Linked DNA regions of Arachis hypogaea: region 1 is linked to region 2. A link is a contact called in public Hi-C data. All regions are on one chromosome and are shown on one strand. The core of a region is the stretch at or near the end of the contact, and the rest is flanking DNA. Distances in the headings are between cores, read along the strand shown. Region 1 holds the start of LOC112782671. Region 2 holds the start of LOC112784083 (solanesyl diphosphate synthase 3, chloroplastic/mitochondrial).

The links. A called contact is a pair of places that touch in the nucleus more often than the background predicts.
Region 1: a Hi-C map of leaf shows a contact between it and region 2, with 2.4 times the contacts expected there. The contact joins the promoter of LOC112782671 here to the promoter of LOC112784083 in region 2. A contact is called at or near these places in 2 of 8 Hi-C or Micro-C datasets (both in leaf).

Annotation. Positions count from the first base shown.
Region 1 is chr20:25,896,132-25,901,001 of arahy.Tifrunner.gnm2.J5K5, forward strand. LOC112782671 reads left to right here and starts at 2,050. Exons shown (of 4, transcript XM_025825170.3): 1 at 2,050-2,610; 2 at 3,129-3,386; 3 at 3,485-3,573; 4 at 4,134-4,870. The coding sequence starts at 4,351. It also overlaps the pseudogene LOC112785647.
Region 2 is chr20:25,476,491-25,481,119 of arahy.Tifrunner.gnm2.J5K5, forward strand. It overlaps LOC112784083 (solanesyl diphosphate synthase 3, chloroplastic/mitochondrial), which reads right to left and starts at 1,711. Exons shown (of 12, transcript XM_025827196.3): 1 at 1,176-1,711; 2 at 457-543; 3 at 34-114. The coding sequence starts at 1,310. LOC140182530 (a long non-coding RNA gene) reads left to right here and starts at 3,223. Exons shown (of 2, transcript XR_011878289.1): 1 at 3,223-3,741; 2 at 3,996-4,416.

The sequences.
Region 1 (4,870 bases), core at 800-3,299, 420 kb after region 2:
TAGTTTCTAAACCCTTTCTGGTTTTGAATCAACAAACAGAATATTCAGTTAGCTCTGATTTGTCACGTTAAACACATGATCGAATGATATTGTTTCATTTTGGCACTTAAACAATACAAAAACAAGTCATTTTGGAGAATAAGAAAAGATAACACGGTTTGCACATCATAAAAACTTTTCTTCGTCTTTTCAATTTTGCCTTGTCTAAGCGCTAAAACAAAACGACGTCGTTTAGACTTGTGTCCAGCGAGACAAATCAGAGCAGTACTTTAATTTGTAGTACTTCAATTTGATGAATTAAAATAATAAAAACTATAAATCTAAAAAACCACTTTAAGAATTTAGTCTTCGTTTATAAAAAATATTTTCTAACAAAAATAAATATTTTTTGGTAAATAAATATTAGTAACATGAATTTTTTATTGTTTAAAATTATTTTTTTATATTTAAAAAAGTCAACAAACCCTATCTCTCCTTCAAGTTTGTTGATATGTCACTTATTATGATTTATGAAGGTTACGGAGAAGGGGGAGAAAAAATAAAAACCTCTTAATTAGTACCCAAGAAATCTTCGCTTTATTTTATTATGGAAAAGTATATGAAACTAAGAGGTGATCAGTCAAAAAGTAAACAACTTAACTAATTTATAATTATATTTAACTAATTTTATTTATTTTTAATTTATAATATTTGATATTAATTACTTCTCACCCCAAATTAAAATTCTGAATGATACGTTGGAGAAATAGAGGCGGGGATCACGGAACTTCCAACAATCCCGATTCTTAGTATATAAAAAAATTTATAAAATATATAAAAGAACATCCATTTAGTATGAAAAAGAAACATTCTGATACTTAGTAAAAGAAGAAACATCTTAATGCCTAATATAAGCATCATTCACGTAGAGATTTTGGATTCACCCAAAAGCATTTGGCTGATTTTTGGCTGGTACCCTCTTGATTTCCTAGCATTGTTGTATTATTATACAGAAAACAGTACAATACTATTACACATCATTGAGAGCAAGACTAATAAATTAGTAAACAAAATAGGACATATATAAAAGTTTAAAGTGTTAAAACTTAATTAAGATTGTGAAAACAAACCGAACATTAGATTAATAGTAGTAAAACCACCATCAATAGCTAGATTATGACCATTGATGTACTTGGACTCATCACTAGCCAAATAGAGTGCAGTTTGTGCTACATCTTCTTCCATCAAATGAACACCTTTAAAATTCGAATAAACATTTGAACACCCTTCATCATCAAGTTTAAAGAACCCTCTAATTCCAGCACTGTTAGCAACGGAGTAAGGTGACAAACAATTCACTATTATGCCAAAATTTCAAAGCTCAGCAGCTGCATTCTTTGTGAGTCCAATTAAGCCATGTTTGGAACTTGTATTCGCATGAGTTGCAGCCTCTCCAACTCTTGAACTTACAGTCCTTATGTTTACAATACTACCCTTTTTGGTTGGGATCATCACTCTAGCTGCATACTTGATTCCCAAAAAAGGCCCCGTAATGTTGACACTAAAAACGCGCTGAAAATCTGCCACATCATTGTCAAGAATGCTAGGGTTAGCATCATCTATTGCTGCAGCGTTGTTCACAATTATGTCTAGATTTTAATACTTTGATTATTGCTATGTTAACTGCATTTTTAACATCATCTTCTTTTGCTACATCACAATGTACATAGGTTGCGAATTTAACTCCTATGTCATCTTGGAAAGTGAGTCCTTGTTGGTCTCGAATGTTGGCACTCACCGATGCCCCTACCCCTACCAGTAATCAAAGCCACATTTCCTTCAAGTTTGCATAAATTGTAAACTGAATGGATTGCTAGAAATTTGAACTCCCGACCCTTATTTAAACGGATGGCTAAACTAACAAAGTAGTTCATTTTACTCTCTTATTTTTTTTAGTAATTTTACATTTTCAGAAACCAATGCAACCAAAGATCTAGCCCAATCCAACTAACACACGTACTTAACCTTGACAAAATGCAATAAGAATTATACTTTTCTCACACCACTCTTGTAAACTGATTATTATAGTTTTGATGCATCATGTGTGCATATATAGAGATTTGATTCAAGATAAGAGGAAAAGGAAATTTTAGGTTCTAGTGTTATAGGTGGTTTAAGTGCACACCATGACACCATACTGGCTCATGAATTCTAACCGTGCTGGATTCCGGCTTCAAAGATTTGTAATTGATATATTTTTTTTCTGTTAGATGTAATTTATATATTGTGTAGTACATTGTTGGACTCATCCATGGATTTTGGGCCGATTTGTTCATTTCCGAAAACAAGCTTGACAAAAACGAAAAAGGCCCTAAACATACGTACCGAGTTACTCTCAGCCCTCTCTGAGTCTCAATCCCTTCTTCGTGCCCCCTGCTCAGCCACCATCACCAGCCTCAATCAATCTTCTTCTCCGTGCCGGCGCTGCACTGGTCGACTTCTTCTTCTCGCGCTGCTCTCCTCTCCTCTCCGTGCTGCTCGCGACTCAGTCCGAAGCTCAGTCACCCCGCCGCCAGCCCCTCCGCCACCTCAGCTCAGCTGCCCCTTCCCCTGTTCTCAAGCTCATCTCAGGTAAACTGTTATTTTCAGTTTTTTATTTTATTTTAATTTAGGTCTGATTATAATTAAGCTCAGTCACGCCACCACCACAGATAATTTTTTAAATTAAGGTCTGATTATAAATTTTAATTTGTTCTAATTTTTAAGCTAATGCTTGATTTGTTCTGATTCTTAATCTTTTCTAATTTTTAAAATTTGTCCTGATTATAGGATAATGCTTTATTGTTCTGATCATGTGGTTGATTTGTTCTGATTATATTGATCTAATTTATTAGCATTACCATGGTTGATTTCTCTGTTGCTGAATTATATGGTTGATTTGTTCTGGTTATAAGTTAATGTTTTGTGTTTAGGATGTATAAGACTTTAGACCATGTTATAATATTTTGTGTTATTTGTATGTTACTTAAATATTTGTATTATTAGTATTGCCTGGTGATTATGCTTTAGTTCTAGAATTTGATTGCTGCTTGCTATATGTTTTCTAAGTGAATTTTATCTCTTTTCAACCTTAACAATCCTCCTTTCAGTTTCAGTCTCATTCCCCTCGCGCCTCCCCTCAACACTCATCCTCGAGGGCCGCTTCCAGCTGCTCACCATCCTCGCCAGCTAGTTTCTCGTCCCCTCGACTCTTACCGTCCTCTGTGCTGGAATTACGATTGGACTGCTCCCTCTGGCATTAGGGGAAAATTTTTCAGTATCAGTTCCATTTCGCATTGAGAAGAAGAAATCTCACCTGTGATCTCTGCAGTTGCTGCTAGTTTCCTTCAGTGACTTCAACTGTTCAAGTAATTTAATTTCCTGTTCTTGTTGCTTGTTTCTCATCTCTATGTCAAATCTGATTTGTTATTTGTTCTTGATGCTGCTGTTAATTTTCTGCCTCCAGAGATATTCTTCTTCTTGTTCAGGGATTTTGGACTATTTCTGCTTCCCTTCTGTCTGTGCCCCTTCAACCTGGCTCAATATTCTGTTAAGGTAAAGTTTTCTACCTTTTTATTTGAAGTTTAAATTGAGAGGAGGCTAGAAGAGAAGAATGAAGGGAAGTGATGGACCAAAAGAAACTAGAACTTTGTTAACCTTAGTTTCCATATAATTTTGGTTTTTGTGTCAGTTTGAAATGTTTAGTTAAAGACTGGTTTATATATGTGATTGAACTTGATAGTTCTACTTAGCTCTGCATATAACTATAGCTTCTACATATATTGAGAGAGAGAGAGAGGATAAAGGAGAAGAATGAAGGAAAGAGAGGGAGCAAAAAGAGACAAGAACCTTGCTCTCCTCGAATGAAGCTACAACTTTGCCCGTTTGCCTCCTTTGAATAGCCTGAATTTGGCCATCTTCCTATCCTGAAAAAAAAAAAAAAAAAAAAAAAACTAGCCGAGCTAAACATATGAAATTAGACAAATTGCAAGAGAATAATGAGAATTTCAACTCTCAACTCTACTTATATAAAGTAAATTTCTCTTCGAATTTTAACATTATTCACTAATAACTTCTCTTGACTGTAACTCAGCTAATTTCTTATTAATGTGCAGGTTCACTTTTTCAAATTTGCAGCAGTGGAAAAAGTGTGAAAGTCCGATGTAATCACTGCCTGCCTGCATGTGCTGCACCCTTTTTGTCTCAGCTTGACACTTCACCTTCATCTCCTTCTTGCTACATAACTTTATATTTTAGTAGATAGCAACTGCAGGCTGTCCATCGGTAACCAAATTGATCCAAAGCAGCTATGTTAGCATCTCTCCCCAATCAATGTTTTCTTTCCTCTCTAAACCCATTCTCCATCGACATTGTCTTCTTCTGTTTCCACTTCCTCGCCACAGATCCATTCACCACACTTCCCAACTTCAATGGAAGCTTCGAGAAGAATACAACCTCCCCTACCCAGAGCTCCTTGACCGCATTTCCCACCTCCTCCTCCTCGGCCGCCCCCACGCCCTCTCCCGCCTCTCATTCCAATTCTCCGACCACCTCACTGATGCCCTCCTCCGCCGCCTACGCCTCCACCCCTCTGCCTGCCTCGAATTCTTCCAAATTGCCGACAACCACCAGACCTATGGCCCTCACTTCAAGTCCTACTGTCTCATTGCCCATATTCTTGCCCGAGCCAGAATGTACCCCGAAACGCGGTCATTTCTGCACAAGCTTGTATCTCTATATTGCAAGAACAATTACTGGACGTTCGCAGTTTGGGATGAGATAGTTGCCGTTTACCGGGAATTTAGGTTTTCGCCTGTGGTTTTTGACATGATTCTTAAGGTTTTTACGGAGA
Region 2 (4,629 bases), core at 461-2,960:
TAAAAGTAAATAAAAAACTTACAAACTTAATACCTCAGCAACTACCATCGCTCGCAAGTTGTTAGCAACAAGTGAGAGTTCATCAGCAACCATGGAAAATGGATCAAGTTCATCCTGACAAGTAACAACAGTACATATGTCTCAATAGAAGATTAGGAATGTGAAAATCATTGAGAAATGTAAGATTGAAGAGACATTCCCAATTAAATTCTTAAAAGGTATGATGAATAAGTTAATCTCTACTAGTCGAACTAGTTTAAGCTTCTCTGGAGAACATCTACAGTTATGGATATCCTAACAGTGAAATTTATAAATAATGTAGCAACTCAAACAGATTTTTTGAATTCTGTTCTGCAATGTAGAAGCTTCTATGTAAAGAAAGTGAAATATATATAGCTTTAAAACTATAAGAAATGGGATTCAGAGCAGTATAGCAGTGTGCATAAATTAACTAACCTCAGAAATGGAGTGGCTTTGTTGATGGATTTTATATCTGCTACTATGCAATGCTGGCAGACCCTTTGTAAAAACAAAACTTCTGACCTGCATCTCACAATTAAAGCATTAGTAAAGTAGATTTCTCCAATTACTCTGTTAATCAACCAAGTTTCAATAGCATCAATCTTCCTCAGCCATAATATTCTAAAACTAGCACAAACTGTAACCACTGAAAATAAATCTCCATAATTGGTAAATTCAAAATTCCTTCTCGTTAACATAACTATTTTCAGCTAGGTATTCATTTTTTCTTTAAATCGCAATCATTTCCCCTTACTTCACAATTTAAAAAGAAGCATTAAACAAATTCATTGGTCTAACCCGCCACTTACCCTGACTCCTGTAGCAAGAACCACTATTCATGATTTGCTTCATATCAATTTCAAACTAGTGAACAAATATGAACCTACAATAATCATCTAGGTATGAAGTGCCTAATCCATCTTATATTGGAAGTAATAATTTAATCATTAGAGTATTGCGATTTTGAAACCAAACATTGTGGAAGCACTATGATTATGCTTATTGATAGTAATAGAAAATTCAGAAAACATAAACCGATTCCAAATTTACTCGTGGCTCCAATCGTTCCAATGAGTTGATTAAAAGGAATTAACTACTTTTAGATCCTAATTACAAACACGAAGCAAGGTTGAAAGCAGGGAGAAGACATTTACCTTTTCAGCAGAGCCCATAGATGAGTGGTGTTCGTGAGAAGCAAGAAATTGGAGACTACGGAACCGACTTCCATTGAAGCTACCGCCGCCTCTGAGATTTCTCGAAATCCGTGACAGTCCGCGATAAAACGACATGGTATTGGAAGAAACGGCAGTTGAAGTTAACGGTCAAAAGAGAGAGGCAGAGAGCACACACGACCGCCCTTGTTAGTTACTGGTGGATGCCGGCTGACCTAAGGCTGATGTAGGCGGCGTGGAAATGGAACGCGTACGTCGGCGTCGCCGGCGATATAGGCCGCCGTAAGATTTAGGTAGCGGCGCGTTCAGGACAAAAGAAAAGGGAGGAGGCGTGAGATGGATTGGGGAGAAGAGAAGAGCACACAGCAGCTACCGGCAGGAGAAGAATTGGTATCTGGTCTCTGATGGTGTGTGGAGTTATGAACCTCACAGTTATTTGGAGTTTTACTTTCTTTCTTTCTTTCTTTCTTTTTTCCTGTGTTTCTAACTAAAATCACAATAATAATAATAATACGGATTTTAATTTTGAAGAGTTGAGAGACAATATAAAATATTTTATATAATTATTTAATTATTTTTATTTAAATAATTATTTTATTATATATATATTAAAATTAATTATTAAAATTAAAATTTAATTTATTTTTATTATATATTTATTTTAATAATTAATTTTAATATTTTAAATATATATAAAACTGTTTTTGAATCAAAATTAAATTTAACAATACATAAATAAATTTATGTTATTATAGTAGTCATTACATTTAAATATTTTTTAAAAAATATAATTATATAAAATATTTTATATAATAATTTAATTATATTTATTTAAATAATTATTTTTATTAATATAACGTTACATGATTAAATATATATAATTTTTTATCAAATTATATTTAATAATGTAAAAATGAATTTATGTTATTATAGTAATCATTTCACTTAATATTTTTAAATAAGTCTGATCATTTCTAACTCTCTTCTTTATTTTTTTTCATTAACGTGCCTTTTTCTTATATTTTCTTAATATTATTTTTTGTTGAAACTGTTTAAAATTTAAACCATTCTTTTGTTCTCATTTTTTCACTCTTTTGATCTAAATTTTCAATCCAAATTTTTAGTTTAGCTACCCTCACTCTGATTTTTGTTTTCCACTGAGAATCCTTGTTTGCACACTATTAATTCTTCCAAATACACTATTCTCTAATTATCTTTCAAGCCAATTCTTCTCAACAGATTTTATTCTCTTATTCATCGCCATCAATGTTTTTGTTTTGTTTCTAATAATAAATTCGAAAATGCTACGTTAAAATATAGGGGTGAACGCGGATTAAATTTGATATAGTCAAAATTTTAATTCGATCCGCACTAAAATCATCAAATCGGATAAGATCCAATAACCGCAGTTTTTAAGTTTGGATCCGATCCGCACATATACGAATCGGATCGGACCGAATATTGGATATACTTGCAAAATGCAAAAATATTTTTAAAAACTTATTTTTATTAAAAATATCATAAAATTCATTTTTTCTATTCTTTTAAAATATGTTTACTTTTAAAATAATATTGAACATATTTTTCTTAAATAATAAATTAAAATAATACAATATATATGATAATTATTAGTTAAAATAAAACATAGAAAGAATATTTACTTATTTATTTTTTTATTTTTGTGAATATGCAGATATGCGAATACCTACACAAAATTCGCAATCCGATCTTATTTGTGTGATCGGATCCATATCTAAAATTTTCGGATCATATTCGTATAAACTTTGTTGATATACATATTAGATCCAATTCACGAACATCCCTATTAAAATATATAAACTAAATGGCTTCCTTCTCTAGTACTTGTCTAATATTTGTGTTCGAATAACAACAACAATTAGGCATTTCAAGATCTAATCTTCTATTAAGTACTTTGCGCTCTTAATTTTCAGGAATCAGAAAATACATCTGGATGATAGGATGAGTGTTAAAATATTTTGACTTCTTGCTTCTGTTAGAGAAAAAAAGAGGATCAGGCAATTAGGCAAGGTATAAATAAATGGGAGCTTCTGTAGTGGCCAAGTGTTTAAAGTGGCTAAGGTGACTATGTGATATGTGATTTGTGGACACGTGTAGTGGGAGTTTGTAGTTGACTTATATTATGAAACACGGTAAATTCACTAATGACAGTAAAACTAATAACAGTTGATAATAGTAATAGAGGAAGTGATTAGAAATTTGAAATTTTGATTTGGAAAAAAATTTATTGAGGAAAATTAAAAAAATTTCAAAAATATAGTTAGAGTTTCAACAGGGAATTTAGTTGAATGTAGGTTTAGTGAGTCAAATTGAGTGGTTTTTCTTGAAGGCTCTTGGTCTCACTTTGTGGCCCGCGGTCGTCATCGGAGGTAAAATCCGGGACAAGCGTCGTGAGTCATTGGCGGCGTACCTGTTAAGCGCAGATCGGAGAAAGTTGTGTGCGTGGATTCGGCTATCAAGGTGTCGGAAGCGGCTTGGAGGAAGGGGTTAATAGGCGCTATATTCAAAGGTATGTTATCATCATTTCTCTCTTTGCCCCGTTGTTCTTGTTGAGCTCTTTGGTTTTTTTGTTAGTATCTTGGATAAGTATAGATCTTGGAGGCATGCTACTTGGTCATCTTTGGATTATTATTGAAATTTTCATGAAAGTGTCCAACCTCTTTTGGGTTCTTAATTTGTTAATAACAATGTAATATAGGTTTTGTATCCCTTATGTTCTGCTTGTGGATTTACTATTTTATTTTTGCATTACTTGTTGTGCAGCCATCAGAGTCAGGTTTGAGACCAACTCAGGATAACGAAAAAAGATCTCGCCTCAAAATTGTGGGACCAGCCAGGACAGCATTTCTACGTGATGAAGGGAGCTTCGACGATCATAAACTACAAAGGACAGTTGGTGAACTCAACAATTCAGCATGACTAATAAAGTCCAAACACCTTTGGTGTCCGGTGGTTATGCCAGAAGCTCTAGATCATTATATTTTATACGTTTGATGAGTAAAAACCTTTATGTATACTTTTAATTTGACTTGCAGAGATTGTTCGTCTTTTTATTGTACAAGACCATATGTGGTTCGATTCTTCCAAATGGTTTAGGAGAATTTACGAATGCTATGGTTGTGGACCTATCCTATAGAATTCTCATGTTCTAATTCCTTATTTATATTGATTAAGCTAACATGAAGATTGATTCTTGTAGTTATTTTGTCACAAATTTAGTCGAATTAGGCCACAACTATGGTTAATTTTAAGGGGGAGGTTTGGTAATTTTACCTGTAAATTAGCTCTCAGACATGATTGAAAGTGTTAATTCGGGTTGAAATTTGATAATGATGAAGGTCGGATGCTTCAATTATTTATTGGAGGGTGAGGTGGAAATAAAATGGATCTTGATAAA